Regions from separate parts of the Mus musculus genome. Here regions 2, 3, 4, 5 and 6 are each linked to region 1. A link is a contact called in public HiCAR-type and HiChIP or PLAC-seq data. All regions are on one chromosome and are shown on one strand. Each heading gives the region's core, a stretch centred on a gene start, on an enhancer-like site or on the middle of the called end of the contact. The rest is flanking DNA. Distances are from core to core; before and after follow the strand shown.

Region 1 (5,103 bases), core at 1,945-4,444:
ATATCTCACTAAAAGTTTTGACCTGACCCAGAAGTGTCTTAATGGCTATTCGCTTTCCTAAAGCCCACTTCCTTGCCTCATATATATCACATCTTAGGAATGAAGATCATGTACCTATCAACAGGAAACATAAATAAATTTTAAAATATTTGACCTCCATATTAGGTGACTTAGTCACAGTTTCTATTGCTGTGATAAAACACAAACAAAACCAAAAGCAACTTGTATAGAAAAGAGGTTTTTTTATTTTTTGTTTGTTTGTTTTTTCATTAGAGTTTGTAATTTCGTCACTGTGGGGAGCCAGGACAGGAAGCAGGAGGCAGAAGCCATGGAGGAGTGCTGCTTACTGACTGGCTCTTTGTGACTTGCTTGTTTTCTTATGCATCTCAGTCCCATTTGTCCAGAGTTGGGATCACGTAGAGTGGGCTTGACTCTGCTATGTCAAGAAACAGCCCGAAGACTTGCTTACGGGCAACATTACAGGAGGCATTTTCTCAATTGAGAGAAAGGCCCTCTTCCCAAATGACTCTAGCTTGTGTCAAGTTGACAAGAAGCTAACCAGGACATAGGAATACACCAATATTCAGCCTTTGAGAGCATGTTTACAAGAAATTTGAACCACCTAAAAATGAAAACATAAATGCCCTGACTTCTAAGAGTTTCTCTATATTGGGGACTCACAGCAGGGTAGGAAGGAGCTTTGCAAGTCGGAATCATAACACAGTATAAACAAAATAGCAAGCCTAATCTGTAAAGACCATGAGAGAACTGAAATTGATGAGCCGCATACGGAATATGGGACAGATGTGTAGGATGAATCTCACTCTTGATCATGGTTCCACCCACACCACTTTTAAGTCTCTGCTTGGCTTCCTTCTGAAATGTTGTCTTAGTTAGGGTTTCTATTGCTGTGATAAAACACCATGGCCAATTGCAACTTGGGAGGAAAGGGGTTTATTTCATGTTACAGTTATAGTTCATTAGCCAAGGAAGTCACAGTAGGAACTTAATGTAAGAACCTGGAGGAAGAAGCAGATGCAGAGATAATGGAAGAGTGCTGCTTACTGGCTTGCTCCTCATGGCTTGCCAAGTTTGCTTTCTTATAACACGCAGGATCCCCAGCCCAGGGGTGGCCTCATACACAATGGGCTGGGTCCTTTCACATCAATCACTAATTAAGAAAATGCCTTACAAATGTTGCTCAGACTTGCCAACAGCCCAATCTTGCAAAGAGGCATTTTCTCAATTGAGGCTCCCTCTTCTCGGTTGACTCTAGCTTGTGTAAAGTTGACATAATACTAGCCAGTACAGATGTGCTGTGGCACAGCTAGGAGAGAAGAAAGAGCTCATAAAATAGGAGACAAAAGTCCCACAAAATTCATAACAGATGACAAAGCCGAGGAGACTAAGGACATGGTGTTGTTCTCCTTGGGAGTGATTCAGCCATCTTGATCATTTTATATGGAAATGACAGAAGATAGAAGACACATGTGACTCAAGCCTTCTACTCCTTTCTGGCACTCAGTGAACAACCTGAGAAGAGGTCACCCGCCATACAGGAGCTCTTAATCCAGAGAGTACTCTAGAATTTTCCCCAGAAGCCACCACCCTGTGAACTCAAATGGGACTACACAGCATAATCTCTTTCCTCTCCCCTCTAAATTTAGGGTGCAGCCAAGTAGTGGAAATGGGCCCAGAAGAATAGCTCCTGGAAGTCTAGGAAGCCGAAGCAGAAGAGGCACTCTATGAACTTCTCAATGGAGGCCTCTACTCAAGAGTGAGTGTACTTGGACATCCTCAGAGATGCTTGGAGATCTCTTCTTAAATGTACTGCTGAATATTCAGGATTCCAACTAGTCTCAGGCAACAGAGGAACTCTTCAAATGCAGGCTTATCAGATTCTGGGCTCAGATGCAGCCATCTTTGAGATGAAAACATGTGGAATGTGAAGGCATATACAGGTGATCACCAACAAAAGTGGCCACCTTTTGTTAACTCTGTTCCTGGCACATTGCCATGATAGTCTAACTTTGTTACCTTGATCAGTCTACAAACAGAATCCTTTAGAAAGGTACCATTGTCTCTTTTGCAGGTTGTAGTTGCCTGCAGCCACACTAACTGGGTTCCTGAGTGGGAGGCAGGAGCTGTATGGGAGAAAACGGTGAGAGAAATAATGGAGGCCAAGACATATTTCTGTTCAAGGCCCCAAGTTTACTAAGAGTCTGTACTTATAAAGACAGGAGGCTCATCCTCTGACAATCCGTTCTTGATGCCTGTTACCAGCCTGTAGGCCATCTGCCGGATGTTGTCTCAGACCTGCTGTTTCTGGAATATCTCAAGGGCCTCTCAGCAGGTACCAGTGTCTTGGAGAAGAGCAGCAGCAGATGACAGAACAATAGAGCCATCTAGGTCGGAAGGCTTTACCCCAGGTGGTCTCATTCTCAGTGGCAGCAAGGTCAAAGTCAGTCTACTCCAGGCTGGGGGAGGCTACAGCAGGTAGAAGAATCAAGACCCAAAATGAGTGAGAAATCTTCCCAAGAAACTTGTAAGAAGAAGTGGAGTTTTCACTCTGTTGGGTCACTTTCTGGGACCAGTAGTTTTATTCCATCATTCCTCCAAGAAGGCTTTTGTGATTTCCCCATTTGTTAGGCATATATCAGATCTGGTGGCACTTACATTACAGGCTTTAAATATTATGTAATAATTACTTAAGATGCCCTATGACAGTATAGCAACACTATAGCTGGTACATAGTAGCCAGTTGATGCTTACAGAGTGAAGAATGTACACCAAAAGCATTTGTCTAGAGTTATAAGTCATGAGCTGATTTCAGAGAAAATTAGCAACCATGCACAAGAGCCAAACTGAAACTCTCCCCCTGCCTTCCCTCTGGCCCTAGAGAGGAAGGGTATTTGTCTTGGAGACTTGTACCCAGCCTCTTCAAATACCAGAGGTGAATAAAGGCCCCTAGAATCCAGGACATTTACCTCCTCCAGTTAACCACATCAGAACATTCTGGTCTAATCAGAGCCTATGATTCTAGCTATGTTTCAAACATCTTTCCCCACAGACTGGGAGCCAAGGGAATGACTTAGCATGACTCACTAGGAGTCAAGGGAAAGTGAGTGCTGCTGTGGTTTCTCCTCTTGGTTGAAAGGTCAGCTGGTCCCGGGATGGGCACCCCATGGGGTCTGAATTGCCAGGATGACATCTTTTCTCTCCTCATTTATCCTCATAGCTCTCCCTTCTTTACCCCTCGGAACTGAATGACACCTCAGGGGACTTATGTCTGAATCATACCAGGAGGTCAAGAGTGAGGAAATAAGAGATTTGGACAGACATCCTTCCCTCAGCTAAGTGAATAATAGTCCTAGTAGTCATAATAACCAGCAGTCATTGACGTGTGTGGTATGCCAGCCACTGCACTAGGAGCTGTAATGCATAGCAAATGTGAACTCTCTCCTCTGTTGGGTACCAACCATGATTCTCACAAGCAGGATTCTCACAAGCACCACCTCTTTAATACTCACAACAATCCCATGATGTGGGTCCAATTATTATTACCATTTTACAAAATGGGCATAACTACACACACACACACACACACACACACACACACACACAGAGAGAGAGAGAGAGAGAGAGAGAGAGAGAGAGAGAGGCAGAGGGAGAATAACTTTATTAACTTGCTTAAGGCAAGCAGAGCTAGAAGAGGAGGTAATGGGACATTTAGAACCTGGTTTGGGAGCTTATTAATGAACTTATTTAAATATCTGATCTTTGCCAAGATAACTAGGCTTCCTATTTCACAGATGATGAAGCTCCGTGTCAAGAGTGTTAGATGTTGGCATTACCTTAGTAACAACTAACTGAGAGGGGTGGGGTGAGACTCTATTCTGAGTTCTTTCCATAGCATCATGCTAAACTAAAGCTCCATTGAAATACATCACAGAAAAAAAGTAATTTTTACAAATCGTCAAAGAAGCAAACTCCTCGGAAACAGTTTTCTGAAGTCTCTGGGGACTCTGACTCTGTGCGGGACACCTTTTTCTCAGCAAGCTGATGTTTCACCTTTCTTTCTAATTAACAACCCTCCCAAAGATAAGGCTTTGTGAGGCAAGCCTGCACCAGTACCGACCAGTGCAGGCAGCATGTCTCTTTGAAGTTGACCTCCAATCCCAGGAAGGAGCTCAAAGATTGGGCACCGGGGAGGTCTCATTGCACTTGTTGACCCTAAGCTCAGACAGAGAAGCTAAGATCTCAAAGGGAATTCCACACTTGTGTACTCTCTTCCTTCTGATACCCAGCTCACTTGCTTGTTTATTAAAGAATGAAAATGAATAGAGAGAACGTAGGTAGCCTTATTACCTCCATGATAACTTTAAGAACTGGCATTGGTGATTCCTCTATGAGCTGGGCCAGTTCCTGGCCAGTGTTCTTAATCTCTGGCTCAGATGGGGAGTTGCCACTTGCTTATTTCTTGCCTCTTGGAGAACCATATTTGCCTTGATTCCCCTCCAGGCATGTGGTTTGAGTTACCTTGTCCCAAAACAGCATGTGTGGCTCGTTCTGTACCATGTCCATAGGAGACTTCACAAAGGCTTACGTATGGAAAGCATTTGGGGCCGTGTCTGGCTCAGCTCTGGGGACAGGTGAGGTAGAATTGACAGCTCTGTTTTCAGCTGCCAGGTACAGGGAGACGCCCTGGCCTCCTCCCACAATGTGCTTCTAATAAAACAGGCACATTGCGTTCATTAGTGTTCAGATAAACACAGATTGGTGATGCCAGGACTTTGCAGAAGGAGGGGGACACTTTTCAAATGTCCTTCATGGCTCCTCTGATACACCCTGGGCAGCTCTGGCATGAGCAAGACGGGAGAGTGTGGAGAAGAAAAGCAAAAAGTTTTCCCATACGACTCCACTGTTCTTGGTTCTCCAGAGTAGAGTGATCAGCATCTGTTTGGCCAAGTCACAAACATAAGGCCTTGCAGAACTATAGAGTACAGCCTCCCTCCATTGCAGGGCACAAAGCCAGGGGAAGCTGAAGTACTGAAATTCTGGACCCAAATCTAGCTCCATGTACCTTCTGGAATAATCCATGCC
Region 2 (5,103 bases), core at 1,473-3,972, 440 kb before region 1:
CCTCCAACTCATTATGTGGCCAAGAATGGCCTTGAGCTTCTGATGCTTCGTCCTCTCTCGACCTGAAGTGATACAGGACGCTGCCACATCCAGTTCTTCAGTGCTAAAGACCGAGCCCAGGGCTTTTGGAATGTGAGGCCAGCACTCTACCAAGTGAATGAGCCCCACCTCTCATGCAATATTTTAAATGAAGTGATAACTAAACGTCTAACAACCACATTTAAAAAAAAAAAAAAACAGAACAAAACAAAAACACTAGCGTGGCCTGGTATTCCAGGCCTATTATCCTTACTATTCTAGAAGTTCAGGGCAGCCTGGGCAAAAAGTAAAGTTTCAAAAGGTAAAAAGAATGAGAAACCTCCTTAAAACAGGATGTCAACCTTGTAGACTTTCTATAAAAAGAAACAGATAAAGATCCAGGCAAAATAATTACTCAAATAAAAGAAACCCATCTCTAGCAGCTATGGAATGACAGCCACCCTCATCCTTTCAAACACGCAGGACATGGGCATCAGTTACCAGAAAGACATCACGTGCCAAAAATTTTAACTGTTAGTAAAAGAGATATAACACCTTTCACTACTTGACATATAGCTGGGAATCTAGAATAGTATCTACATGAAAAATGGATGAGAAGAGCTATTTAATTTCACATAATGCCCAGAGAAGAAAATAAAAATTTCATTAGTTTTGCAACAGTAAAATCTTAACTCTAAGTTTTTTTTTTTTTTAAAGCTGAAACAACTGCATATTCAACTTTATTTAGGATACATTTAGTATAGACATAAAAATGCTGGGAAAGCAGTCATGTTCAAACACTGTATGTCTAATTAGAAAGCTTCCAAAGCAGGGTGTGCTGATGCATGCCTTTACTCCCAACACCTAGGAAACACACTGAGCGCCAAACCAGCCTTGGCTACACAGTGAGACCCTGCCTCAAAACAAAGCAACAAACGTCCACAAATGAGTAAAGTCTAACAGAATATTTCAAAGATTCTCATTTTCATTCCTACACTGTACTTTTAAGTTAATCCCAGTGCTAATATTCATTTATCTAAAAGTTCATGTATTTCATAGACTATTAGGAAAGGAGGTAAGTGAAAATTTTAAAAACACTACCAGCTAAAATTACAAACATTCAAAAGAAATATCTGACAATTTAAAAACTACTTGTAATGGAAACAAAAGCAAAACAAGAGTTTAGTATCTGTTTACAACTACCTTGTGATTGAATAAATAACAAAATTCTGTATTGAAATCACCAAGCATCTACTATGACTCTCCAGTCACAGCACTTCCTTCTGCAAAATATGTCTTTCTGTAAAATGAAAACCTTTTTTAAAAATTGCAAATGATTTACAGATTCATCTATACAAAGATGTTACACCATTACCTCAAAATAAAAATATTAATGCTTTGAGAATGTGACACTTAAAAGAAAAGAGGGCCTGGAGAGATGGCTCAGAGGTTGAGAGCACTGACTGCTCTTCCAGAGGTCCTGAGTTCAATTCCCAGCAACCACATGTGGCTCACAATCATCTGTAATGGGATCTGGTGCCCTCTTCTGGTGTGCCTGAAGACAGTGTACTCATATACATAAAATAAATAAACCTCAAAATTAAAAAAAGAAAAGAAAAGAAAAGAAAAAAGACGACCCAGACTTCTCCAAGCATGTACACCACAGCTTGCACTATCATCGGATTTTTCTAAAAACCGAACAATTGCTTCCCAATTAAGAAACAAAACTGACACTAATTTTGGGATCAAGATAATTTTCTTAGTTCTTACACAGGCATGCGTTTTGGACTATCAACATAAATCATGGGGTACAGTTTAAAACCTGTAAATCCATTCACAATTAAACCTTAAATGGAAAAGAAATCACCAATCAAACTAGGCAAGTTTGTTTACTTTTATGCCATTGATGATTCAAACACGGATGCTGGGAAATTTCTTAAATCAAGGAAAAAGATCATTGGTTCCAATTCCCTTAACCCCTACCTTTCCCCAGTCCAACCAAACAAAAAGCAAATCTTTCTTCGGAGCTTGTCATGTTTTAGAGGACGGGACGAGTCGTTTAACTACTCCTCCTACTCTTGCTCTGAGCCTTAACCTGGGACCCAAACTGACCCTGGGCGAGACTCTTAGGCTGTTTTGGGGGAGACTCCCGAGTTTCGCAGTCAGGTCTGGGAGCAGGATGGACCACCCCCCTCTTCCAGTTTTCACTCTTCCAGCATCTGGCACCGGCTCAGGTCCAGAGTGGAGAAGAGATGGGCCCCCTAGGGCCCAGACCTAAGCGCCGGGCCGTGGAGGCTCGGTGGCGGGCAGAGAGGCGCCGAGAACCGGCCGCGGCCAGTCACCCGCGCTATCCCTGGGCCCAGCGTCCAGGGCGGCCCCGCCGCCTCTCTCCCTCTCTTCCCAGGCCCCACAGGCCCGCGACGCCAGGCGAGGAGGGAAACCTGTCCCTGGGCAGGGCGGAACCGGGCCGACGAGCCCCGGGAGGGAGCTGCAGCCTCTCGGCCTTGGCACCACCGCCACATCCCACTTCCAGCCCCCGCCCGCTCCCTGCGCCTCACCAGGTCGTAGTCCTCCTCATCATCGCACATGAAATCATCCTCCATGTCAGACATCTTGGCCGGAGGGGGGAGGGGGAGAGGAGAAATTAGAGACAGCCTCCTCCCACAGTGCTCCGCGGCCCAGAAGCGTCACTCCCGAGTCTCCTCGTCTTCCGGTCTCTCCAGGAGAAGATAAAGCTCATTCCGGAACTAAAGCGCTCGACCCTGAGATGATTTACTACGGCTCCCAAAGGGAGGGCACAGCCGGCTCTTCCTGAGCGACAGTTTGTGTCTTAGCAACTAAGCGTAGCAACTACGAAATCGGGCGTTGCGGGTCCTATCTGAGGGGCTTCGAAAACCTTCTAGCTGTATCCAGCGTCCTAGGTGAGGGAACTGTCTCCTTCCTTGCCTGGGACTCTGGAACCGTCTGTTTCTAATGAAACATGCCCGACCTATCTGAAAGGTAGCGTGCCTCTACCATTGTTATCTATGTGTTTTCTTTCAACACCCTGTAGTGGTGTTTTTACAGTGGTGTATTTACAGCAACACAATTGTCTAGTAAAGTTATGTTTGTAGTTAACAAAAACAGTTCTGTGGATATCCCGGTTTGGATATGCACTAATCAATTGTTCAATTATTTAATGAATCACAAACGTGCATTAACTGCTTTTAGGATGAAATGAAAGTAACAGTTGGTGACAGATTTTTTAAAAATGCATTGTCGCAGAAAACCATTAGAGTTCAGAGTGAAGAAAAATGTGGAAATAAGGCAATCCCCCTTTTTGGAGAAACCTTCCAAATTCTGTACACAAATGCTATAAAGTTATAAAGTAGATATAGGTTAGAATTTAGGCCCAATTGTTATCTATACAGATGAATTAAACATGCCCAAATTACCAAAGGTAAAAACAAAAAAACAAAACCAAATCAAACAAAATTACCTGATTTTATCTTCATCATGCACAGCTGATGTTGAGCACAGTTCAGCATTAACATTCACACCTTCGGGTTGAATCCTTACAGACCCCGCTTGGCTGTGCTCCAGTGACTTCTGAAGTTGTACCTGATGTCATTACCAGCTTTTCTCTGAATCCACTGGAGAACAGGATACTTTTGGTTTTGTTTCTAAGCCAGAAATTGCTTGGTTCTAAAAATCTTGTCAGAAGACGTTAAGGTCAACGATTGTATTATTTTTATATTGAAAACACTGTGAACACAATTTATAGCTGTACATTCAGAATGTTAAAAAATAAGTCTTCAAACGATTTTGCATTGTATATCATTAACATTGATTTTTTTTTCTTTTTTTATGTTTTGAGCTGGGGGAAGAACTTAGCCTTGTGTGTGTTAGGTAAATGTTCTATTGCTGGGCTATCCCTCTAGCCTAACACCTAATTGTTACTTAGGAAAATATTAGAAGAAGGAATTTCAGATGGCTTAAAGAAGTAACCATTCAAGGAAACATCATTTTGGTCACAGTTTTCTAGCAATAATATCACCTTTCTTATAACCACACAGTTTTACTAATAGCCTTTTCTATCAACACTTTATCACAAGAAATTTTAAACTTAAATACATAATAAAGGATAGCATCATGGACACAAGTATACCAACTCTCAGCTTTAATGTTCTGTATTCCCTGGGTCAACTTAAAGATACATATAAAGCAACATATGTGCAGCTATGTGTATTTCCTAAAATCGAAGACATTTACCTGTGCAAGCATAGCATTATCATTACATATTAGACGGACAATTCCCCTGAAGCTATTTAACTTCAAATCCTTGTTCAAAACTCCTCTACTGAATATAAAAGTTTAGTTTTGGAATGGCTTTTAATGATATCATCTTAGAACTCAAAACTCCAAAAATACTGCATGAATCTGTACATGTAATTTTAAAACAAAGCAAAGCCTTCCAATAAGTATGATGACTGTCACCATGCCAGTTTATTGGGACAGATCAGACTTAGGTCCTGGTGCTAGTAACTAATAGTACTCACCATTCTTAGGACTTAAGGTAATAAATCACAGTTACCCTACCCATGTTTATAGTTTTTCCAAAGAACATAGCAAATCATAAGGGGGTTGAGTTTTATTCATGTGTAATTTCTTAAATACAAAATTTCAAGGGTATGATTATTTACCATGCCAGTTGTTCACATATGTAAAATGGCATGCTGATTTACTGCGAATTTATTTACATAATTTGCCTTACTCAGACAATGGGAAAAGACATGAGTAATCTGGCACCTAGGAACATAAAGAAAATGACAATTGAAATTTGAGCCTTTTATTTCCTTGGTGACACTCAAATTTATTAAGCCTAGCCTGACAATTTGGTAAGAACAATTATTAGGGTATTTCTATGAGATCAATTTTATTCAATAGTAAATAACTGATGAAAGTTTTCAACAGGTTGCTCATGTTTAAAGTACATCTTATATTTTAAAAGAATTTAAAAATATTTTTATTGAAGATTTATTATTTTAAATTATGTGTATGTAGCTGTCTGTGAGTGTGCACAAGTGATCGCAGTGCCTGCAGATG
Region 3 (5,103 bases), core at 1,059-3,558, 400 kb before region 1:
CATGCAGATCCTAGGCATGCAGAGCCTAGGCATGCAGAGCCTAGGCATGCAGAGCCTAGGCATGCAGAGCCTAGGCATGCAGAGCCTAGGCATGCAGAGCCTAGGCATGCAGAGCCTAGGCATGCAGAGCCTAGGCATGCAGAGCCTAGGCATGCAGAGCCTAGGCATGCAGAGCCTAGGCATGCAGAGCCTAGGCCTGCAGAACTATTCAGTCTTTACTTGTGAACCAATTCTTCCAACTGCCAGGCTCTTTTGAAGATCATGAATAATATAACTAACTCAGTTTTTAGACAGGATCTCTTTATGTATCTCAAGCTATCCCCCAATTCACAATCCTCCTGCTGGTGAAGTTTCTGGAGTGGGGAAGACATGCATTATAGCTAGAGTAGAGGTAGCGACAATCAGGGTTCAGGTCTGGGGAACAAGAGTGAGCGAGGCACGAGCACTATTGTTGTCTACTGAAGAGAAAGAAGAGTTGTCCAAGAGGTAGGGAAAACAGAAAGGATGAACGGCAAAGACAAGGAAGACAATTCTTCGTGATGTGAGTGGCAGGGTCAGCTGCTACCAAGAGGCCAAGAAGGTAAGGCCTTTGTAGTTTCCATGCCATATATCAGGGATGGGCTGCAGGATCTATGGGAAGTAGGAAAAGAAGAGTGTTCATTAGCTATGAAAGTCTGTCGATGCATACAAAAAAGGGACGGCACTGTCTAGAGGGAGGGCTGAAGTCAAAGACTTCACTTTTATATAATTAAATTTTATTATTATTATTATTTATTTATTTATTTTTGAGACAATGTTTTTCTGTGTGGCCCAGGCTGTCCTGAAACTCACTCTGTAGACCAGGCTGGCCTCGAACTCAGAAATTCACCTGCCTTTGCCTCCCAGGTGCTGGGATTAAAGGTGTGAGCCACCACTGCTCAGCAATTAATATTATTTTTAATGACTAGTCAAGTGCAGTGGAGAGAATGGGGGGGGGAGAGAAAGTGTTTCATTTTTATTTTTATTTTTTTAAGGGGAGGATTGGTAAAGCTTACTATTCTTTTTCTGACCCTTGATATAACTATCTGAGGGAAAAGTAAAAAAAGATAAAAAAGAACACTTGAACTTTTAGAATTAAATTTGGCTCTCTCTATTTCCCCACTTAAGAAATAGCAGATGTATATATTTTTATAGTACTATCTGAGCCCAGTGCTCTTACCCAGAGGGAAGGGCATGTGCGTCCTACTTCCTGATCCTCTAAGTAGTCCTGACCACACCTGCACTCATCTTTGCAAGGGGAGCGAAATCATGAAGAGGGGTTTGGTGGTGGTGGTTGTTGTGTTCTCTTGCTAAAATGAGACACAATCTTGACTGAAAGAAAATGGTATAATTTTCTCAGAGTCTTTAAGTGCCAACTCTACATGTGGCTCTTAACATCATCAGAGCACAAGAATTCAGTGAACTGTAGATATGAGATAGTTCAAAATTTCCCTTTGTATTAGCATTTCTATTAGTACCCTGGTAAGAACCACATAGTGTACAGAATAAAACTGAGCTCAATAAAGGGAGTGTTTATAGAGTTACCAGTTTGGGGAATGGTCTAGGAAGGGCTCCTGGGCTAGATGCCACATGGTTCAGGAGCAGCTTTGGAACCTCACTGTTGAAGTCTAGCAACAAGGGAATGAATGCTAGGGTAACAGGAATGGGAATGACAAAGAGGGTTGTGAATGGGAAGATGTCTGCAGAGGGCAATCTCCTGGGGCCAGAGCATACTGTGGGAAGCAGGGGCTGGGGAGAGTGATGAGGATAATAAGTGTGTTTCCTAAGGATACCAGGGCCTGCAGGGATCCGTGACTGAAGCTATTCCAGCTATTCACATTGAATAGGTCCTGTTTCGCTGCACTCATTATAAGTAGATGTGGAAATTATTCATTAATAAACTGAAGTTTTCTGGGTGGAGGCTAGTGCAACAAAATGTCCCCTTAAGCTAGACTCCAGAGAGTGGAAGTTATGAATGGCAGCGGTAAGTGCTAGATAAGCAGACAGCACAGGAAAATACTCAGGGCAAGGGAAGGCCCTATCCCCAAGATAGGCTTTCCTGATTTCAGGATGTCAGAATGAAGGCACATCCTCTCTTTCACCATCCTGTACTCAGTCTCTGAAGGAGGGAAATTAAGAAGCATAAACACAAGTTCTATCTTTGATAAACCTGAAACCACAAAACACAAAGATGGAAAGTGGACGAGAGAACGGTTGCATGACTTAGCAGAAGGAAGAAAGGTCAAAGCTAAGTGCCATGGGGAGGAGACATAGATAGAAGCAAGCTGACTCATCCTAGTCTCAGGGAAGGATAGAAAGAAAGCGGGGTGGAATGACAGGGTGGTGTGGTGTGGTGTGGTGTGGTGTGGTGTGGTGTGGTGTGGTGTGGGGCAGTGTTCTTTTTTGAAAACTAGTTAGAACCTCGAAGCTCTGTCTTACCTGGGACCATCCCAGCCTATGTGTACCGAAAGGTCCCTAGAGAAACATGGGGTACTTTCTGAAGGCTGCAAATGGATTTGGTAACTGGGAAATGACATGCTATTTTGCTTCTGAACAGTGAAGTTTCTAGTTCTCGATGCTCAGGTCAGCTCCAGCACACTGGCAGCCTTGTCATTTCACACCTTAGCAAGAGTACCAGAATGTCCTTGGAGGGAATGTAATGGGCCCATGACATGCAGTGTGACCCTGTCACGGTGATTTCCAAAGCTTTGTGTTTACTGACTCACTCTGAACTATGGTAAGGCATCCAAGGATAGTCAGATTTTGGAAGAAAACATCTCAAATAAAACAGACAGAATAAAAAGGAGAACACAAGGATGAATAGGGCCAACAATGCTGATAGGAAAGGAGACATTGTGTCTTCAGGCTGATGAGACTATGCTAAACTAAGTGCCTGGTTAAAGAACAGACACTAAGACCTTTCATATATGAAAAATGTAATCACTAACATATAAAATTTAGTAAGAGGATTGGAAAATTATCTGGTAGCATAGGAAATAAAAACAACTAATAAATGAGTGAAAAATAAGAAAATGTGTGAATCAGTTCCAGAAAATTCCAACTATTTAGAAGTAGCAGTGAAAGCAGCCACTAGAAGCAACAGTTGTTACCCCAGTGACAATGTGTTTAAATGCACTTAAAACCAATCACAAGTCTGGTTTTGATAAACCAAAGAGACATAAGTAATCCTTTGAGATTTGGTCTTTTGCTATGTATTGTGATGCTAAATACTGGCCCCTAAGGTTGCCCACAGGGATGAGAGAATCTGCACACCACACAAAGTAACACTATGTGACGTTGCTCCTTAGTTTAAAACTATTGGTTGAATAAAGATGCCAACAGCCTGTAGCTGGGCAGAAGAGAGATAGCTTCCCCATACCCTAAATATATAAAATGTAATATTTAAAAAGGGCTGCCTGGTATTAGCATAATAAACAAGGAAGGCCCCGCCAAAGCTGCTACTGGGAAGTGTAAACTCAAGAGCTAAGAGTGAAGGCAGAGGAGCTAGAAGGGTAAGAAAGCCAAGACATTATAGGCAGAGGGTCAGGGAGGGACATGCTCCTCAAGATGGGCATTGGACACAGCAATGGTCTTAAAATGTCAGCAGATTTTAAACTGCCCTTTCAAATGAAATACTCAGGTGTGAGGATAGAGTAGAACACTGTGAGATAGACTAGTAACACTGGAAAGCTGGAGGGATATAACCTCCCCAAACTTGGGAGCAAACTAAGAAAAAAGACAACCTGGGAACTAGGAAATGAAAACCTAGTAGGTCAGACATTGTCCTGTAGGTCAGAATCAGCACAGAGCAAGCCAAAAGTGGGATGGGGGAGAAACAGGACTTGTACATTTTACCATCAAAACAAGTAATCTAACTTAACCACAAGCAGAAATGGGTTGGGAGATTTTTTTTCTTTTTTCTTTTATTAGGTATTTTCCTCATTTACATTTCTAATGCTATCCCAAAAGTCCCCCATACCCTCTCCCCCACTCCCCTACCCACCCACTCCCACTTTTTGGCCCTGGCATTTCCCTGTACTGGGGCATATAAAGTTTGCAAGTCCAATGGGCCTCTCTTTCCAGTGATGGCCGACTAGGCCATCTTTTGATACATATGCAGCTAGAGTCAAGAGCTCCGGGGTACTGGTTAGTTCATAATGTTGTTCCACCTATAGGGTTGCAGATCCCTTTAGCTCCTTGGGTACTTTCTCTAGCTCCTCCATTGGGGCCCCTGTGATCCATCCAATAGCTGACTGTGAGCATCCACTTCTGTGTTTGCTAGGCCTGGCATAGTCTCACAAGAGACAGCTGTATCAGGGTCCTTTCAGCAAAATCTTGCTAGTGTGAGCATTTGGAGGCTGATTATGGGATGGATCCCTGGATATGGCAGTCTCTAGATGGTCCATCCTTTTGTCACAGCTCCAAACTTTGTCTCTGTAACTCCTTCCATGGGTGTTTTGTTCGGGTTGGGAGATTTTTTCTAGTGCTTGTGTAAGGCTTGGGGATGCTTCCATGGATAATGAAGCTATTAGGCACTTATTAACTACAAGAAGAACAAAAAGACAAGACATGCAAGAGTTTTTGAAGTGTTTGATGTATATATAAGCAATAGTCTCAATAATTGATATAAGGAATAAAGTTTTTGATCAAGATTTTCAGCATAACTTCATTGAAGAAGTTGGGAAGGATAAGGGAAGGTGGCTTAAAGAGAGGCCAAGTCCTCATTTTCTGTACTAGGGCAACAGTTATAGATGAAGTGGCTGGTCATGGTGGCATGCATCTTCAACTCCACTACTAGGGAGGCAGAGACAGGCAGATTTTTGTGTTTGAGGCTAGCTTGATGTACATAGAGAGTTCCATGCCATCCAGGAACTCTACATAGTAAGACCCCCCCCCCCCCCAAAAAAAAAAAAAAAAAGAAAGAAAAGAAACGAAAAGTTTAGGTTAAAAGAATCCAATCATTTGGTTCTTTGAAGCACGAGTAGAAAGTGCTCGGCCACTGAGAAGAAGGGTGAGACGTGGAGGCTTTTGTTCTAAGCCTCTGTGCTCCCTTTGTTCCTTTAGATTATGTGCGTATCACCCTTT
Region 4 (5,103 bases), core at 1,255-3,754, 360 kb before region 1:
TAATATTGACAGTTGCCTTCTACTCTGAATTTTCCCCCTCTGACTCTTTCTCACCATCAGCTTTCAAAAACTAATTGATTTAGATTCATTAAAAGTTGGAGTCTTGTAGAGCATTTGAACTAAAATGAAAAACATTCGAAGCAAACTCAATAGAGATTTATAACCATTGCTTGCGTAAATGATACTTTTAAGTGAAGCACATTTTTATGTTTTTAAATTAACAAAATGACCAGGAATCTTTAGTGGGTACAAAATATTTCATATTTTATACATATTTCATGGCTTAAAATTTTCCAGAAATATTGTATGTCTGTTATATTGAGGGATAAAATACGTGACGCCAATACTCAACACTATGGGCAGACCCACTATGGGGGAGGTCGCACTGGGAGGTTATAGCACTGCTCTGCCACATACATAGCCTCAGCTCTTTGCTTGGGGGGCTGCAATAGGGTGGGTATAGTGCTGCTTTGCTACATAGCCTCAGCTCTTTGTGGCAATATGAGAAGCAGTGAGGTAGAGAGCTGTCATGACACTTCAAGAAAAATAGTGTGATTCTTTGGAAGGCCTGTCTGGCTGGGTGCCACCACTCAGCCAAGTTCTTTAGCTCCTGTCAGTTTGTGGTCAGTATGGAACTGGTTCTTTGACTGGTGGTAGAATGTGCTGAGAAATTGGCACAGTATTCTCGAGGCTTTGACAATTTCCTTGAATCTGAGCAGAAAACCCAGATACTCAAGACTGCGGTCAATTTCACTCATTCTGTGTATTCAGTAGAGCATGCTTTGCCAGGACTCTAGTGAGTGTCATTGGCAGAACACAGGGAGTTCAAGCTACAGTGAGGAGGCAGAGGGACGGGTGGGGTGGTCTGGGCAGTGAACCTGGAAAGGGGGAAGCCCTCAGTGCTGCGCTGGCCTTGCAAGCAGTAGGGAGGCCATTGATGCTATAGCAGGAGCTTTGAAGAACCAGTTCATTGGTGGCAGAAACACATCATTTGGTTGAAGCGAAGTGGATCATAGAGCATCAGAGAGGTGGGATACAAAGGAAGAGACACAGTCAGGTGTAAACTGTGACCCCAGTTCTTGGGGTGATGAATCTGGACAGCCAGAGCTACAGAGTGATATCCTGTCTCAAAACAGAAACAAAGAAGGAAAACTACACCCAACTGAGAAAACAGTGCTTTCTGGGATTGACTTTTTGTTTTTCTTTTTGGCAGCCTGCCTTCCTTTCTTCCTTCTTTCCTCCCTCCCTCCCTCCCTCCCTCCCTCCCTCCCTCCCTTCCTTCCTTCCTCCCTCCCTCCCTCCCTCCCTCCCTCCCTTCCTTCCTTCCTTCCTTCCTTCCTTCCTTCCTTCCTTCCAGCTCCTCATTCTTCCTACCCCATATTACTGGTTCCTTTCCTCCCCCTCAAATAATTCTCCCCTCTGCTTTCATGTCGCACATAATTCATTACCCCACTTAATTTCTTCCTCTCCTCCCATGATCCCCTTTCTAGTTTTCAGCATGTATGCGCACATTTAAATCAGTATTTTACATACAAGAGGACACATGCATTTGTTTTTCTGTGTGTGGTGTTTTGTTTAACATAGTGTTCTGTAGCTCCATCCTTCCCCCTATGAATGCTGTTGACTTCATTTTTTCTTTATGTTTGAAGAAAAGTCCATTACATATATGTACTACATTTTCTTATCTATTCTTCTACTTATGGACATCTTAGCATGGCCCGTTTCTTTATTATTGTGACAAGTATGACAGGAAACATGGATGTTAAGGTATCTCTGTAGTATATCGTGTTAGAGTCCTTTGGGTATATGATCAAAAGTGGATTATGGGAGTACATGCTCCATGCTTTCCCCATTGATTGGCTAGTACTACTAAATGTAATAAGGAAGCCGGAGAAGTGAATTCTGACAGCTGTGCCCCTGTAGTGGGCTCCATATCCTTTCAGTGCCCATGCCTTCTGTCAGATCCCTGGCCATTATCAGCAAGAGTGTTTGCTTGATGTAGGAGAGTGCTTAGTATTTTAGTTTGCAGCTAGGACATCCTGTAAGTACTAGGGAAGTTCATACCCTGAGAGCAGCCCAATGAGTGATGATTGTGAACAATGGGAAACATTCTTTGTCTTGCTTTCAGGCAGACACAGCTGAGGTTTACACATCCCAGTCTTTGAAGGGTGTCACTTCACACTTCTCTGTTGACCCCCCAGACGCACAAATTCTGTCCCTCATTGGCTTGCCTCAAGGCCTACTTAGAGGGACCCCTTACCAATGCAGGGTCTTAACCTGCTTATTCCTACCTTTTCACATCACTGGGGACAAAGCACTGTTGCCTGCTCAGGATCCTCCCTGAAGCAGTATGTGATGTGAACCTGTCATGTTTGCTGTGGTGAAAGGGGGCAGTGAATGTTGAAGAACTGTTATCTCTAAGCTTCTCAGTGGGAAACTGTGAGGAAATGACCTGCAGCCCTGACTCATAATCCTGCCTCCCAGATGCAAAGTGTGCCAGCCACGAAGGCAGCAGTGACACACTCCCTCATTAGGTTCTGTCTCTGAGCAAGTGATCTCACCCACTCTCTCCTCATCTGCAAGTCATCTTTCTGATTCCTGAGCCAAATTTCCAAGGGCTTAAGTGGCTTTCCCATTTTGCTCTCTCACAGCAACACGGCAGCTCATTGGTTAAGCAGCTGTGGTTGTGAGCACGTGAGAGATTCCATTCTTTAATTGCAATGCACACCAACTTGGCTCAGCAGACCCATTAGCTGAAAGTGAAATGGACGTCAGTCTAACAGCAAACTGGGATATTGCTGGAGTGAATTAGTACCTCTGCCCACAGGGAACAGCAGTGTAGAGGCTCCCTTTGGAAGCAGCCTGTGGGCTGCAGGCATGCCTTGCAGAGTGGTCACACAAGTTGCTGGGCAGGATGTTTTTTCCAAGTGTCTAGGACAACGTGACTGGGTCAAGTAAAGGCGGAGATGGGAACTATCAGAGGGAAGTGCTTTTTCTTCCCTCTTCTTTTTTTTATCTCTCACTTTTTTTTAGTAATATTTTTAAATTCAGTCTTTGAAAATGTGATAACACTTATACAATGTACTTTGATCGTATCTATCCACTACTACCAACTAGTGCCCCCATCCTGTCTCCCTGTCTCTCTCCCAACTTCATGCTGTCCTTTCATTTTATTAATTTAATTTAATATCCACAGTCATCTAGCTGAACTTGAGGCTTACTCCCTGCCTGCTAGCTTTCATAATCTTGGAAGTTACTCTACAAACTACTTTGCAGTGTTTGGGGGCACAATAAGCATCAAGTCTTACTTAGCTGTGAACTCCACTCTTACTCAGCTGTGAACTCTTTGACCATGTCAGACAAGGTGTACCCACTGATGTATTAGTGGCACAACGGTTCTGAGAGTAACCCATCACTCTCTGATTGGCTTTGCGGCTTGCTCCACAAGATGGAATTTATACCTAGTACTGTAAATCTGGCCAAAATTCTATGGCTGAGGAAGTCAGGGTCTAGGAGTGAACTTTTTGCTCTTGTTTGGCTAAATTGTTATGGTACCAAGATGCCTTCTAAAAATTCATTTAGGAGGAATTATAGATAAATGTTATTTCCAGCCATAAGCAGAGATGCTTCTCTGCAGGGACTCATGGTTTTCAAGGTATTAAGAATATGCAAAGATTGAGTACTCAGCCCTAAACTGGACATTTATAACAATATTTCTATGGCATAAGAGATTTTTGTTCAAGGAGGTAGAAAGAAAATAGAAACTAGAAGGAAAGAAGAAGGGCTAAGACATTTGACATGGCCAAGGAAGTCATAACCTCAGAGCAACTTTGGCTGTCTGCAGTGGGCCTTTATAAGACTGGGCCTGTCATCAGTTAATGGATTAGGAGGGACTCATGGGGCCCCATCCTCAGGCTGAACTGTCGCTACTGGTGGTTTCTGGTGAAGAGACAGTCATTGTTTTCAGGTGTGTACCCACAGAGGCTCCCACCAGGCTCCAATGAATAGTTCCCCACACATGGTCACACAGATGATCCTAGTTAAACTCTGAGTCTCAAAGACAAAAACAAAACAAGAAAAAACAAAGACATGATTATGGGAGAAGGACTTGTGGGGACAGGGGAGGTTTAATAGAACTGGAAGGGAGATTAGAGAGGCTGGGGCTTCACTGATCAGAAGAGACTTTATACATGTGTGAAATTGTTAAAGAACAAACTCAATAAAAGTAATAGAAAAGAGGAACAAAAACTGAAAAGAAAAAAATGATACTCTGTTCTGTGAAATAATTGAACAGCAAAACAATTGTATTGTCTCTGTTCCCAGTTCTCCTTTAAAATCATCTGTTTCAAGTATATGAGCCAGGGTTTTTTGGTTTTTGTTTTTTTTTTTTTAAATATGATTAACACGTTTGAAAGCTTTAGCTAGTAACATTTTAGAAGTGAGCAATTCTAACCAAACTTAAAACCATCTTTTGGTAAGTCCTGCATCCTTTCTAAAAGGAAGAAAAACAGAAGTAAAAAAAAATCAACAAAAAAGAAAATAACACAATTAAAAATGGGGTACAGAACTAAGCAGAGAGTTCTCAAAAGATGAGCCATAAATGGCTGAGACACACTTAAAGAAATGTTCAGCATCCTCGGCCATTAGAGAAGTGCAGATTGAAACAACTGAGATTTTATCTTACTTCAGTCAGAATGGACAAGGTCAATAAAACAAATGACATCACATGCTGGCAAGGTTGTGGGACAAGAGGAACAGCTATTCATTTTTGGTGAGATTGTAAACTTGTACATCAGTGTGGGAATCAGTGTGCAATTCCTCAGCCAAAAATAGATGTACCTCAAGAACCAGCCACAGCACTCTGGGGCACTGACCCTGAGGGTCTCTGTAGCCTACTACAGAGACCCTGACTTATTTGTGTTCCCTGCTGCTGTAGCCATAAGAGCCTAATGTCCACCAACTGATGGATGATGAAAATGTGCTACATTTACACAACTAGGTATTAGTCAGCTTTTAAGAAAAATTAAATTTTCAGGTAAATGGATTGAGCTAGAAAAAAATAATCTTGAGTTGATGTAACTCAGACTCCAAAAGACAAATATT
Region 5 (5,103 bases), core at 878-3,377, 330 kb before region 1:
TAAAACCTTAGGGAAGCCAGGGTAATTAATTGTGTTAGGTTGATAATGACAGTGTATCCTTATTTTATGAAGAGTTATAGTTAAATAGGTAAAGAGAAAATTTAGGTCATGTATAATCTTTCTAAAATGCTTCATCAGGATAGGAGTTGACACACATAAGGAAGGTGATAGCCTGTGCTGCTGTAAGTCTCTGCTGTGCTATCTGTGTAGACCAATCCTACTGACATCTAATGTTTTCACACCACAGCAGTTGCAGGGACCTCTCACCCAATCAGCACTGCTCTGCACTCACAGAAGTGTGACTTCATGGTCTCCCTTGATGAAGCTGTAAGCTACAATAGGCCTGGAAACTCAAGGTTCTTAATTCATGGGACATGGTGTTGATTTTACTAACTGTGGGAGGTGATGTCATTCAAAAGTAAAACTGAAACATATGGAACCTTAAAGTTGATATTTTAAAGTTTTTTTTTCAACTTTAATTTTTGTGTTTTATTTTTGTTTGTTCCTATTTTATTCTTAAAAAAACTTTGAAATTATAATTACATAATTTCCCCTTACATTTCCTACCCTTAAACTGTCCCATATACTCATCCTTGCTCTCTCTCTCTCGAATTCATGGCCTCCTTTTCCATTAATCGTTGTTGCATACATATGTATGTGTGTGTACTCATAAATACATAAATGTAAGCTGCTATGTTACGTCCTTGTCTTTTAACTTCAAACTTTATAAAATAGAATAATATTATAGTACAGTTGCTAACGTCTGTTTCTTTTTTTTCATGATGTCCATTCTACAACTTGTGTTGTATTAAACATGTATGAAAAAAGCAATTGGCACCCATCTTGGGAACATGTGTATTAGTTCCTTTTTTGTTGCTGTTTAACATGGTTAAAACACCATGACCAAAAACAACTTAGAGAAGAGAATTTATTTTGGCTTATGGTTGTAGAGAGTCCATAATGGCTGTTCACCTCTTCTCTGCACAGGAAGCAGAGGAGAAGCAGGAAGTGGACAAGGTTATAAATAAGTCCCCAAAGCCTGCCCCCAGTGATGGAGTTCCTTCATCAGGATTTCTTAAGAATTTTATAACTTCTCCAAATGTGCCATCAACTGTCACATGAGCCTTTTGGGGAATCAGACCATGACATATGTCAGTTTGCCTTCCTTTTTCCTTTCTGACTTGGAGATGTTGGTGAGTAGCTGCCAACATTCCCCATGCTGTTTCTTCAAATGATGTGGTTCTGGAGAGGCTTGCTGCCAGTGTTTTGTTGGTAAAGATTTCCCCTACTCCTTGGGATGTTTTGACACTGTCCTAGAATAAACCATTTCCTATTTCTGTGGAGCTGGCTGTGGGGACAGCGAATTGATAGCATAGTGTGGGTGACTCACATGACCTGGCTATCAATGGAACAAAACATGTTTTGTGTCTCTCCACTTATATTTAACCAGTGGCTTCCATCTATCTATCTATCTTTCTTTCTTTCTTTCTTTCTTTCTTTCTATCTATCTATCTTTCTTTCTATCTTTCTATCTATCTATCTATCTATCTATCTATCTATCATCTATCTATCTATCTATCATCTATCTATCTATCTATCTATCATCTATCTATCTATCTATCTATCATCTATCTATCTATCTATCTATCTATTTTCAACCACATTAGGTGTCAGCAGTTACAGATTTAGTAATAAAGGGAACCCTGCTGGCTGTTCCCTTCCCTCTGTCTCGATCCTCAGTTAAACTGTCAATGGTAGCTCCTTGGCTTCCTTCTCTTCTTAAACAAAACAACAGCAAGTCCAGATGAAAGTAGTTTGATTTTGAACTGGGGTTAAAAGTAAAAGTGTAAAAAAAAAAAAAAAGTAAAAGTAAAAGTCCCATTTTTATCATAATTAACCCTAAACACCACTGGACTCTGCCATGAAAGGCACCGCTGAGGTGATATGGAGTGAGCATTGCTTTCGGGGTGCATGGAGCTAAGAAATTCAAGGTGGTGGTGCTACTTCAGGACTCTTTGAAACCTTTGCTGAGCTCTGAGAATTAACCACGATGAGGAGTGCATAGGACCAGATGAGAGCGTAGACTTCGAGCATGGTACAAAGTCAATGATTTCCAGCTGAGCCCCTCCTGGCCCCAAGGATGATGTAAGATGTAATCCGAGCCTTCAGAATGAAGTCAAGTTTTGACATTGAGAGAGAGGGCAAGAAGTGGTTCCTGTGTGTGATGAATGAGTATATCCAGAAGCAAAGACTGTTAGAGCAACTGCAGATGGGGCAGTTTGGCTGAAGGAAGAGGTCCCTCTGGGGCCGAGCATGGACTATGGTAAACAGTGGGAAAATGGCTGTGGACTGAGGAGTAACTGACACAAGTGCCCTGTGCGGGGGAGCTTAGCCTGTCAGTGTTGACTCAAATGCAGTTTAAAGAAAGGCGTGACCAAGACAAAGATATTATGTTACAGCCAAGGGATAACTCTTTGTGATTATTCTCTTCCCTCACATTTCTTGCTAATTTTCTCTCATCCTTTAGCTTTAAAACAGCAAGGAGCCCCCTGGTGTGATCCCTACTGATGAGCTGGTGGGGCTGAGTGCAGAACTCAGGGTATAGACAGAAGCAGCGGTCACAGAAGTCCTCACAGTAGGGACAGCCTACAAGGACACAGAATGGTCATGCAGAGAGGAAATTTCTCTCCCAGTTCTCAAAGAACAAAGCCAGAGGTTCCTGAGAAGTAAATCTCATTTCTGAGCCCAGGAAATAGAGCCCATGAGGTAGCAAATTGGGGCACAGCTGGTTGTCACAGCTGATGGACCTCTGCAATCACATCCTGCTCTCTCCTAGTGGCTCACCTGAGATCCACCACACCAACTCCCACTCTAGTCTGAGTGTTTCATATCCTCAGGAAGGCCTCCCTCCATTGCTACCCCAGGAATGAGCCAAACATGATGCAGCCAATGCAGTTAGATAGGCTTGTGTTACTGTAGTTGACAGTCATCGAGGGCATTGCAGAATCAGAGCTGTTCCGAGAGGATAATAAATGCATCTGTGATGGGTTTCAGAGATAAGCACTGTTGACATGTAGTGCTTTCTGTAGGCTGCCATGCGCATACATATGCATGTGTGGACCACGGTTAGTGCCAGTTATACACAGGCTATTGTGTTGACATTTCTCTCAATGTTGAACAATTTCCTGTGTAGCAAATTGTCCAAGTATTTGAGTTTTAATAGCCATAATGTTTTTTTTTAAATGAATGTAGCATTTTTTTTTCAGAAGGTTCTCTGTTATTAGCTATTTGGAGTGTTTATATTTTGGCTATAGTAAAAAATACTGTAGCATATAGTTATATTAAATGTAAATACAGTTACATACACATGTAAGTAGTTGTGCTTATCAATTTCTCTAGAACTATTTGACAGTCCCACACATGTTTATAATGAATATTCATAATCTCACTTTAAGTTCTGTCTCTCATCTCCTCCTGATGATACCCTCTTCCCCAGCAAGTCTGCTTGTATACTGGGATACCTTTCTCTAGACATCATTACTGAATGTGCATCTTCAGGAGATCTGCTAATGAGTCTGCTCATCTCTCTAAGCTGCTACAAATGCTAGAGGTTGTGCCTTTAAGGCAGATGGCATGGAGGATATGCTCCATACTGCCACCTCTTCCTTGCCATGGTAAAGTTCGGCGTGTGCGCCATTGTTTGGGTGTGTTGAGTAAAAGAGGAAGATCTTAGATCAGTATTCAGGAAGAAGTGACTTTGATTTACGTTTGGATTTAATCAATTACACACTCAGTGAAAATAGAGACCTTCTGAAAACCCCAGGTACTGACAGTGAAGACAGAAATAGAAGCCACTAAAATTGTCTGTTAAATGGTTAGTTAGGTGTGGTGGCTCAGACCTGTAGTCCCAGCACTGGGGCGCCGCTGAGGTAGGAGAATCTTGAATCAGCTAGCCTGGGCTACATCACACACACACACACACACACACACACACACACACACACACACACACACGAGTCTTTCTTGTCACTGGATAGTCTTGTAACCCTTTCTTGTCTTTTTCCCCATGTGTCTCCTGCAGAACTCACCTTTAAGCTCTACCAGCGGGCCAAGCACGTGTACAGTGAGGCTGCACGCGTGCTGCAGTTTAAGCAGGTATGTGAAGATGCGCCAGACAACGCAGTCCAGCTGCTGGGGGAGCTAATGAACCAGAGCCACAGAAGCTGCCGGGACATGTATGAGTGCAGCTGCCCTGAGCTGGACCAGCTAGTGGACATCTGCCGGTGAGCTGAGAGGGCCACGTGGGAGCTAAAACATGCCACCAGGGAATGTTGGTGCAATGAACAAAAACCCGTATTCTCATAATTTAGATGAATCCTTCCTGTATGAGGGACCCCAGTCCTCCTGATGTAGAGCTCCCATGTTCTTCCTGCATGTCTGCAGAGTGGCTTGAGACCCGGCTTTATGGGGCACAGAAGTCAATCTGAAACCAGTTTCATTGTTAGCTGATTAAACCTCTCAGGAAGGCAGCTGTTCTCTGACATGGGCATTTTATGTGTTTCGGAAACCCCTAGGAACCCAATGGAGTTCTGTCTAGAAGAGAGTCAAAAAACGGTCTTGACCTTGAGAGTTCTGCTGAAGGAGGTGGGCTGGAAGAATCACTTGGAAAGCCCCTCTTGAACTGCCATATTTATTTTGGGCAATTAGGGGAAATGAAGACCAAAGAAAGGCCAGTTTATAAACTTGGCTATGACAGAAGTGTAAAGAGAGAGCATCTTTCACAAAATCTCCAGACCTCCCTGTAATTGTGCAACAATGGGGATAATAGAGTCCTTCCCAGGGAGGTCCCACACTGACCTTGGAGAACTGAAAGGGAAATTGGAGGGAAATCAGATGACCTGTGTTAGCTCACTCTGACGATGACACAGCCCTGCACGCAACTAGCAGTGGAAATGTAATTAGCCACTTGGCGCCTGTGGCTTGCCAGGCTCATGCCACACCCAGTCAGAAAGTTTAAACCCAGCGGCTAGAGTGGATCACAAATGGCATGTGGAACCTGCCTGGCCCGGCCAGGAGCTTGTACTCAGTGGCTGAGGCACTTCC
Region 6 (5,103 bases), core at 1,919-4,418, 270 kb before region 1:
AACCTAAGTTTCTTCTGTAGTATACACAGTTCCTAATGTCAAGTTGTATCTGCCAAGCTTCAGGCCTCTCTCTTTGCTTAGCCTCTTGCTTGTGATCATTAGCCTGGGCCTTCTTTCCGTTCTTGGAATTTAAGCTCTTGGCTTCCCCGCCCCTTACCATCCCCAGATCCCTGTTTATACTGTGCTCTCACTGGAATGCACGCTTTGCAAAGGCAGGGATCACTTCCAAGATACTCACCATTGTGTCTTCAGAGGGCTAACCTAGCATCTGGCAGCACAGAGTTATTGAATAAATATTTGTTCAATGGATGAATCAAGATGATAAGTAAGACTGGTTGCACAGTATGATCCAGAGTCAAGACTGAATTTATATATTGAAACCACACAGGAAATGATGAAGACAAATCTAGTGTGGGGTTAGTTGTAGAAATGTGGATGGAATAGTTTGGAACAATGTCAGATGTAAGGCACAACATATACATAGTCATTTTTATAAGTAGAATTCAACCTTGTCCCAATTTCAAGAGTGTCTATCCTACCTGGAACCAGAAGACAGATGTCTAGACAGCTTTTGGAAAATAGCCCTACAGCTATATTTGTATACCATAAAATGACATATTTATAACTGCATTCATTATAATAGTTCCACAGTAAAATATATGGGTAAAAATGAAATGTTCATAGAGGTTGGCTATGCACATTGAGATATACCCATTCAATGGAATAGCATGCAGTGTAGAGAGTGAGTGAGCTTTCTAAATGCTGAGATAGGAGATTTTGTATTTTTACTAAATAAAAAGCAACATGTATAACTCTCTCTCTCTCTCTCTCTCTCTCTCTCTCTCTCTCTCTCTCGTGTGTGTGATAATACTTCTTTGTATGTAAAAGAACAGGGTATAAAATTCTCCTGTATATATGTGTATAGCTTTTGTGTTTAAGCATGGTAAAAATGTAAACTGAAATATAAAATTCCATAAGTCAAAGTTTCTATCATTTGTCTCTCCACAGAATGAAGGCTGTGATGAAGACTGGTTAGGAAAAGCTAGGAAGTTCATATAGCAACTGACTGCATCAAAGAAGTTCTATGAGTTTTTCAATGATTTTCAATGCAAATTTATTTTAAATATCTTTATTTTTGTATTTGAAATACAAATTCCCAAACACGAGGGGCAAGGGCGACACACTTCTTCTTTTTGAGATACGCTTCTATTTGAAGCTTTTCAGGTGACAACATTAATCTTTAAAAGTCAATAGATGTAGATCCTTTTCTTATGGATTTACAATGCACAAGGTGGAGATATTTTCAACTAAGGATGAAGCTACCGTTATCTGGAAAGAGCACAGAGCAGGGAACTCTGCTGCTCTCTTCTGTATGTGCTTTACAGTAAGGACAGAGGATGTCTGCCACTGGGTAACTCACAAGGACAAAGAGAGCAGCTGTCCTACAGATAGCTGAACCGCTAGCCTAATGAGAACCATTGCTAACAAGTAAGGGTCTCAAGGACAGGAATGAAATTCCCCACCCCGTCTTGGTCCCATCACTGGAAAGTAATCAATAACTTCGAAAGGAATTTAAACTGATACAATTTCCTGCCTGACTGTAACCTGCTCAGTGACATTCCTCAGAGAGTCATTTTATACCTTGGCTCCAACATTGCGAACACTCCCTCCCCTGCACATTGTAAAGAGACTGGGCATTCTGTAGTGTGCACTGAGAACTGACTGCATAACCTCCATTTCTCTATGGAACGTCAACTCGTAAGAATTCTGAATCTGCTCATTACTAATGTCCCCGCCCCCGGATGGTGGGATATCACTAAGAACATCATCATACCTTCTGTCCTTTCCTATTCCTCCCTGGGAGAAAAATCATGGGATGTTCTGAACTCTCTGGCTTTAAATAGATACAGTTATAGAACAGCACACCCTCCTCTGCTTTGAAAGCCTAGTGCTTTAATATTTCATGAATCGAAGACAACTGTGTATGTTTGAAATATGGGGTGCTGTTGACTCTGCCCTCTGTAAGCACAATGGGAAAGGGAAGAACAATCACATCCAAATGATTCAATTTTGGGTCTCTGTCTCTATTTGGTCTACCTGCACCACCTGGTGGTAGTGTATGTTAAGTGCGAAGTTGTGTGTGTGTCTCTCTCTCTCTCTCTCTGTGTGTGTGTGTGTGTTTTGCAGGTACAAGGAAAAGAGAATTTTAATGTATGTATTCTTAAATATTCATTTAGGGTGGTGATACGATGGCTCCATACTAAGTGTAAGATACAGACAGTCACAGTCTTGCTCAGTACAGGATAGGCACAAGCTCAGGCTGGAAAGCAAAAGGACTCTCTTGTATCCATTAGCTATTGGCCTTATTATTCCTGGAATTATCAGTTATTTTTTATGCTATTGCTCTCAGGAAGGCACAAGTCAAATACTAAGGTGAAACCATTTTTCTAAAAGAATGATAGTTTTGCAAATTATGTGTCCTTTGCTTCTGTGTGTCATCCTTTGAAATAAATCACAAGACAGGATGTTAAAACGGCAGCACACCCTAGCCTGATTAGACGTGGCCATTGATTTGATACCTGAAGCAGCAGCTGAGCCATGGGGAAGTAAGGGATGGAGCCAAGGCCACACTGTTTGTTAGAATCCCAGTCCGGTAAGAAACTAGGTCTTCTCAGCCTAAAGACTCACACCCAATTGTGCAAGATCTGTGAAAAGATGTGTCCTTGCCTAGGGATACCTGCTTTCAGGCCCTGAGCCTTGGGTTGCTCTAGTGCTCTGAATTTGAAGGACTAAAAACATACCCTCACTTACCAACCTCCTCCGTGCCAATGTATTGTAAAGATCATCTAACATTTAAGAAGCCCTTATATATGTTGTAGGGACATATGTTTTTCACAGACTGTACAGCTTCTGTGTTTAAAAGGTCTAACATTTTCCTTTCTCTTTGTAACGGCTTGGGAATCAGAGGTCTGTTTCCACAGCGTGAATGCCCACTTGTGGATTTAAGCCGAAGCCGTGTCCACAGCTCCCCCTTACGACCACTCAACAGTGTACAAGCCTCCTAATTCTGCTGTTTTAGACAACGAACAGCTCACTGGTTAAGTTTTAATTGCTTCCAATGAGGTCAGCAAAGGTATTTATTGAAAATCTCTGAATAAAAGGCTCCACGCACTCACACAAGCGCACGCGCTCACACACGGAGAAAATCCTTTTGCCTGTTGATTTATGGAAACAATTATGATTCTGCTGGGGGATTTCTCAGCTGAGAAATAGTTTGTAGCTACAGTAGAGAGGCTCAAGTTGCACGAGGCAGACAGCAGACACGGAACTCTTGTGTACCCAGCTGTTCCAAACAGAACAAGTAAGTTACTGTTATTTGTCTTTAAAACAATGCTCTTTTCTGAAAGATTTTCTCTTTCTGTGGTTATTGTCCTGGGGTGGGGTCAGGGGGGAAAGACTTTTGAGCTGTGAAAATATCTACAGAAATTGTGCTGTAGTACGGACGGATGGAAGGAGACTCTTGAGGTTCTCCAGGGCAATCCTGACACTTAACTTGAAAAATCTGGGTAGTTTAAGGGAAAATAATTATAAAGCACAAATGTAAAAGCATAGACTAATGAATTCCAGGGAATTCAACTTCAACTTTGTCGATAGAGGCTGTAAAACTTGATTTAACTCAATAGCTGTGAGTACACAGTGTTTCCTGACAAGATAGCAACTGGAATGAATGGTGTGGTTTTCTTGTGGTGTCTCCTCACTAACGCATAGCGCTTCTGAATCTATGTGCAGAGTGGCAGAGATGCTCACGTCCTCTGTGGGAGCTGTTTTAAACGTGCTTTCAACATTTAACTACACTGACATGTTAGACTATCTAACTACTGAAATTTATACATACAATTTTTTTTATCTCCCTCTCCTCTCCCCCTCCCCATTCCTAATCTCTCTCTTCGAGCAGAAGTCAAGGAGCAACCGCACTGCAGCAACTGGCCTTGTCACGACCTGTTTCTATAAGGATATACCTATCAGCTGTGTTCCTGAAGGAGGAATCGTGTTATTGGTATCAGAAGCTAAAAGATAAGGTTAACAGTTTGGAAAGAGCGACGACTTTTTCTCTCATCAATCTCCAGTTCACAAATAGGAGGAGGCCCATGACCTAGGAGTAGCAATCAACGCAAGATTCAATTCTCATTATGTTATTCATGAACACCCGGGGCACTACACTATAATGCGCAAATGGATACTGACACGGATCCTGCCAACTCTGCTCTACAGATCATGCTTCCACCTCGTCTGTCTAGTGGGCACTATATCTCTAGCTTGCAATGACATGAGTCCGGAGCAAACGGCTACGAGTGTGAACTGTTCCAGCCCCGAGCGACACACCAGAAGTTATGACTACATGGAAGGAGGGGATATAAGGGTGAGAAGACTGTTCTGTCGCACCCAGTGGTACCTGAGGATTGACAAACGAGGCAAAGTGAAAGGGACCCAGGAGATGAAGAACAGCTACAGTAAGTGATGCCTTTATCACAGCCCTGCTTAGCTCTTTAAGGTTTGTCTAAGGTTCACTTTCCAGTGCTGTGTTCTCCTTTCCTATGGGGGCAAAAAAAAAAAATCAGTGTCATATATCAAGTCCTAATTTTTCTACCTTGGGATTTCTGCACTAACTCCCTAAAATATCTCTGGTAATAGGGCAAGTGTCCTCACCTTATGGTTGGAACTGATATAGTTGGAAAATACTCTGTGGCTTAAATCCAAACTACTGGTTAGTAAGAAACCATGTCAGTGAGCACGCATGCTCATGTGTGATTGTTTCCCTAGCAAAGCTCAGCAGCGGTGTGCATAGAGCTCTCAGTAGGTGTTCACCAAACTACCAGCCAGGAGTTTAAGGAGCAGAGGATGTATCTGTCTTTATTAGTGGTGTTGCTTTTGAAAGGACTCTGCCATGGTACTAACCGGTTAAGAATCTACTTCCTGAGCACCAAAAACTGTGTGCTTCTAAAACAGAAGGGAGTCGGTGATGCCCTGGAACATCTTTAAAAGTCTAATGAGTTTGTTTTAGATTCCTTAACTCCCCACCCACAGGTAACAGACCTTTTTTAG

The links. HiCAR-type assays count read pairs that join an accessible place to other places. HiChIP or PLAC-seq counts read pairs in DNA pulled down with a chosen protein or histone mark.
Region 2: a contact with region 1 is called in a FOXA1 HiChIP or PLAC-seq map of pancreatic cancer cells. The contact joins the promoter of Cops2 here to the enhancer-like site in region 1. A contact is called at or near these places in 1 of 39 promoter capture datasets (second pharyngeal arch cranial neural crest), 1 of 484 Hi-C or Micro-C datasets (B cells), 5 of 115 datasets of contacts at active chromatin or transcription factors (embryonic fibroblasts, embryonic stem cells, epiblast stem cells and 2 more) and 1 of 9 other capture datasets (adipose tissue).
Region 3: an H3K27ac HiChIP or PLAC-seq map of the NIH/3T3 cell line shows a contact between it and region 1, with 8 times the contacts expected there. The contact joins two enhancer-like sites. A contact is called at or near these places in 3 of 484 Hi-C or Micro-C datasets (adipose-derived mesenchymal stem cells, embryonic fibroblasts and ventricular fibroblasts) and 2 of 115 datasets of contacts at active chromatin or transcription factors (the NIH/3T3 cell line and fibro-adipogenic progenitors).
Region 4: a HiCAR-type map of fibro-adipogenic progenitors shows a contact between it and region 1, with 4 times the contacts expected there. The contact joins two enhancer-like sites. A contact is called at or near these places in 1 of 484 Hi-C or Micro-C datasets (embryonic fibroblasts) and 3 of 115 datasets of contacts at active chromatin or transcription factors (embryonic fibroblasts, fibro-adipogenic progenitors and pancreatic cancer cells).
Region 5: a contact with region 1 is called in a FOXA1 HiChIP or PLAC-seq map of pancreatic cancer cells. The contact joins two enhancer-like sites. A contact is called at or near these places in 1 of 115 datasets of contacts at active chromatin or transcription factors (pancreatic cancer cells) and 1 of 9 other capture datasets (embryonic stem cells).
Region 6: a contact with region 1 is called in a FOXA1 HiChIP or PLAC-seq map of pancreatic cancer cells. The contact joins the promoter of Fgf7 here to the enhancer-like site in region 1. A contact is called at or near these places in 9 of 39 promoter capture datasets (the 3T3-L1 cell line, 3T3-L1-derived adipocytes, Sertoli cells and 4 more), 8 of 484 Hi-C or Micro-C datasets (3T3-L1-derived adipocytes, the C2C12 cell line, adipose-derived mesenchymal stem cells and 3 more), 3 of 115 datasets of contacts at active chromatin or transcription factors (heart atrium, pancreatic cancer cells and vascular smooth muscle cells) and 3 of 9 other capture datasets (adipose tissue, liver and macrophages).

Annotation. Positions count from the first base shown.
Region 1 is chr2:126,300,212-126,305,314 of GRCm38.p6, forward strand. No RefSeq gene overlaps it. Among named protein-coding and RNA genes, the nearest start is that of Dtwd1, 150 kb to the left of the region's middle. Within about 2 kb of position 3,195, at least 51 of the 459 cell types and tissues checked have an H3K27ac peak or open chromatin away from gene starts, as enhancers often do. A contact at or near this core is called in the NIH/3T3 cell line, adipose-derived mesenchymal stem cells, embryonic fibroblasts and 3 more, where this site is marked.
Region 2 is chr2:125,856,360-125,861,462 of GRCm38.p6, forward strand. Cops2 (COP9 signalosome subunit 2) reads right to left here and starts at 2,723. Exons shown (of 13, transcript NM_009939.3): 1 at 2,577-2,723. The coding sequence starts at 2,630. It also overlaps a transcript of Galk2 not described here.
Region 3 is chr2:125,898,948-125,904,050 of GRCm38.p6, forward strand. All of the region lies in intron 5 of Galk2 (galactokinase 2), which reads left to right. Among named protein-coding and RNA genes, the nearest start is that of Galk2, 35 kb to the left of the region's middle. Within about 2 kb of position 2,309, at least 58 of the 459 cell types and tissues checked have an H3K27ac peak or open chromatin away from gene starts, as enhancers often do. A contact at or near this core is called in the NIH/3T3 cell line, adipose-derived mesenchymal stem cells and embryonic fibroblasts, where this site is marked.
Region 4 is chr2:125,938,742-125,943,844 of GRCm38.p6, forward strand. The region is part of intron 7 of Galk2 (galactokinase 2); the gene reads left to right. Among named protein-coding and RNA genes, the nearest start is that of Galk2, 75 kb to the left of the region's middle. Within about 2 kb of position 2,505, at least 64 of the 459 cell types and tissues checked have an H3K27ac peak or open chromatin away from gene starts, as enhancers often do. A contact at or near this core is called in embryonic fibroblasts, fibro-adipogenic progenitors and pancreatic cancer cells, where this site is marked.
Region 5 is chr2:125,971,179-125,976,281 of GRCm38.p6, forward strand. Galk2 (galactokinase 2) reads left to right here. Exons shown (of 10, transcript NM_001291002.1): 9 at 4,082-4,283. Among named protein-coding and RNA genes, the nearest start is that of Fgf7, 61 kb to the right of the region's middle. Within about 2 kb of position 2,128, at least 31 of the 459 cell types and tissues checked have an H3K27ac peak or open chromatin away from gene starts, as enhancers often do. A contact at or near this core is called in pancreatic cancer cells, where this site is marked.
Region 6 is chr2:126,031,490-126,036,592 of GRCm38.p6, forward strand. It overlaps Fgf7 (fibroblast growth factor 7), which reads left to right and starts at 3,169. Exons shown (of 4, transcript NM_008008.4): 1 at 3,169-3,361; 2 at 3,956-4,511. The coding sequence starts at 4,226. All of the region lies in intron 11 of Fam227b (family with sequence similarity 227, member B), which reads right to left.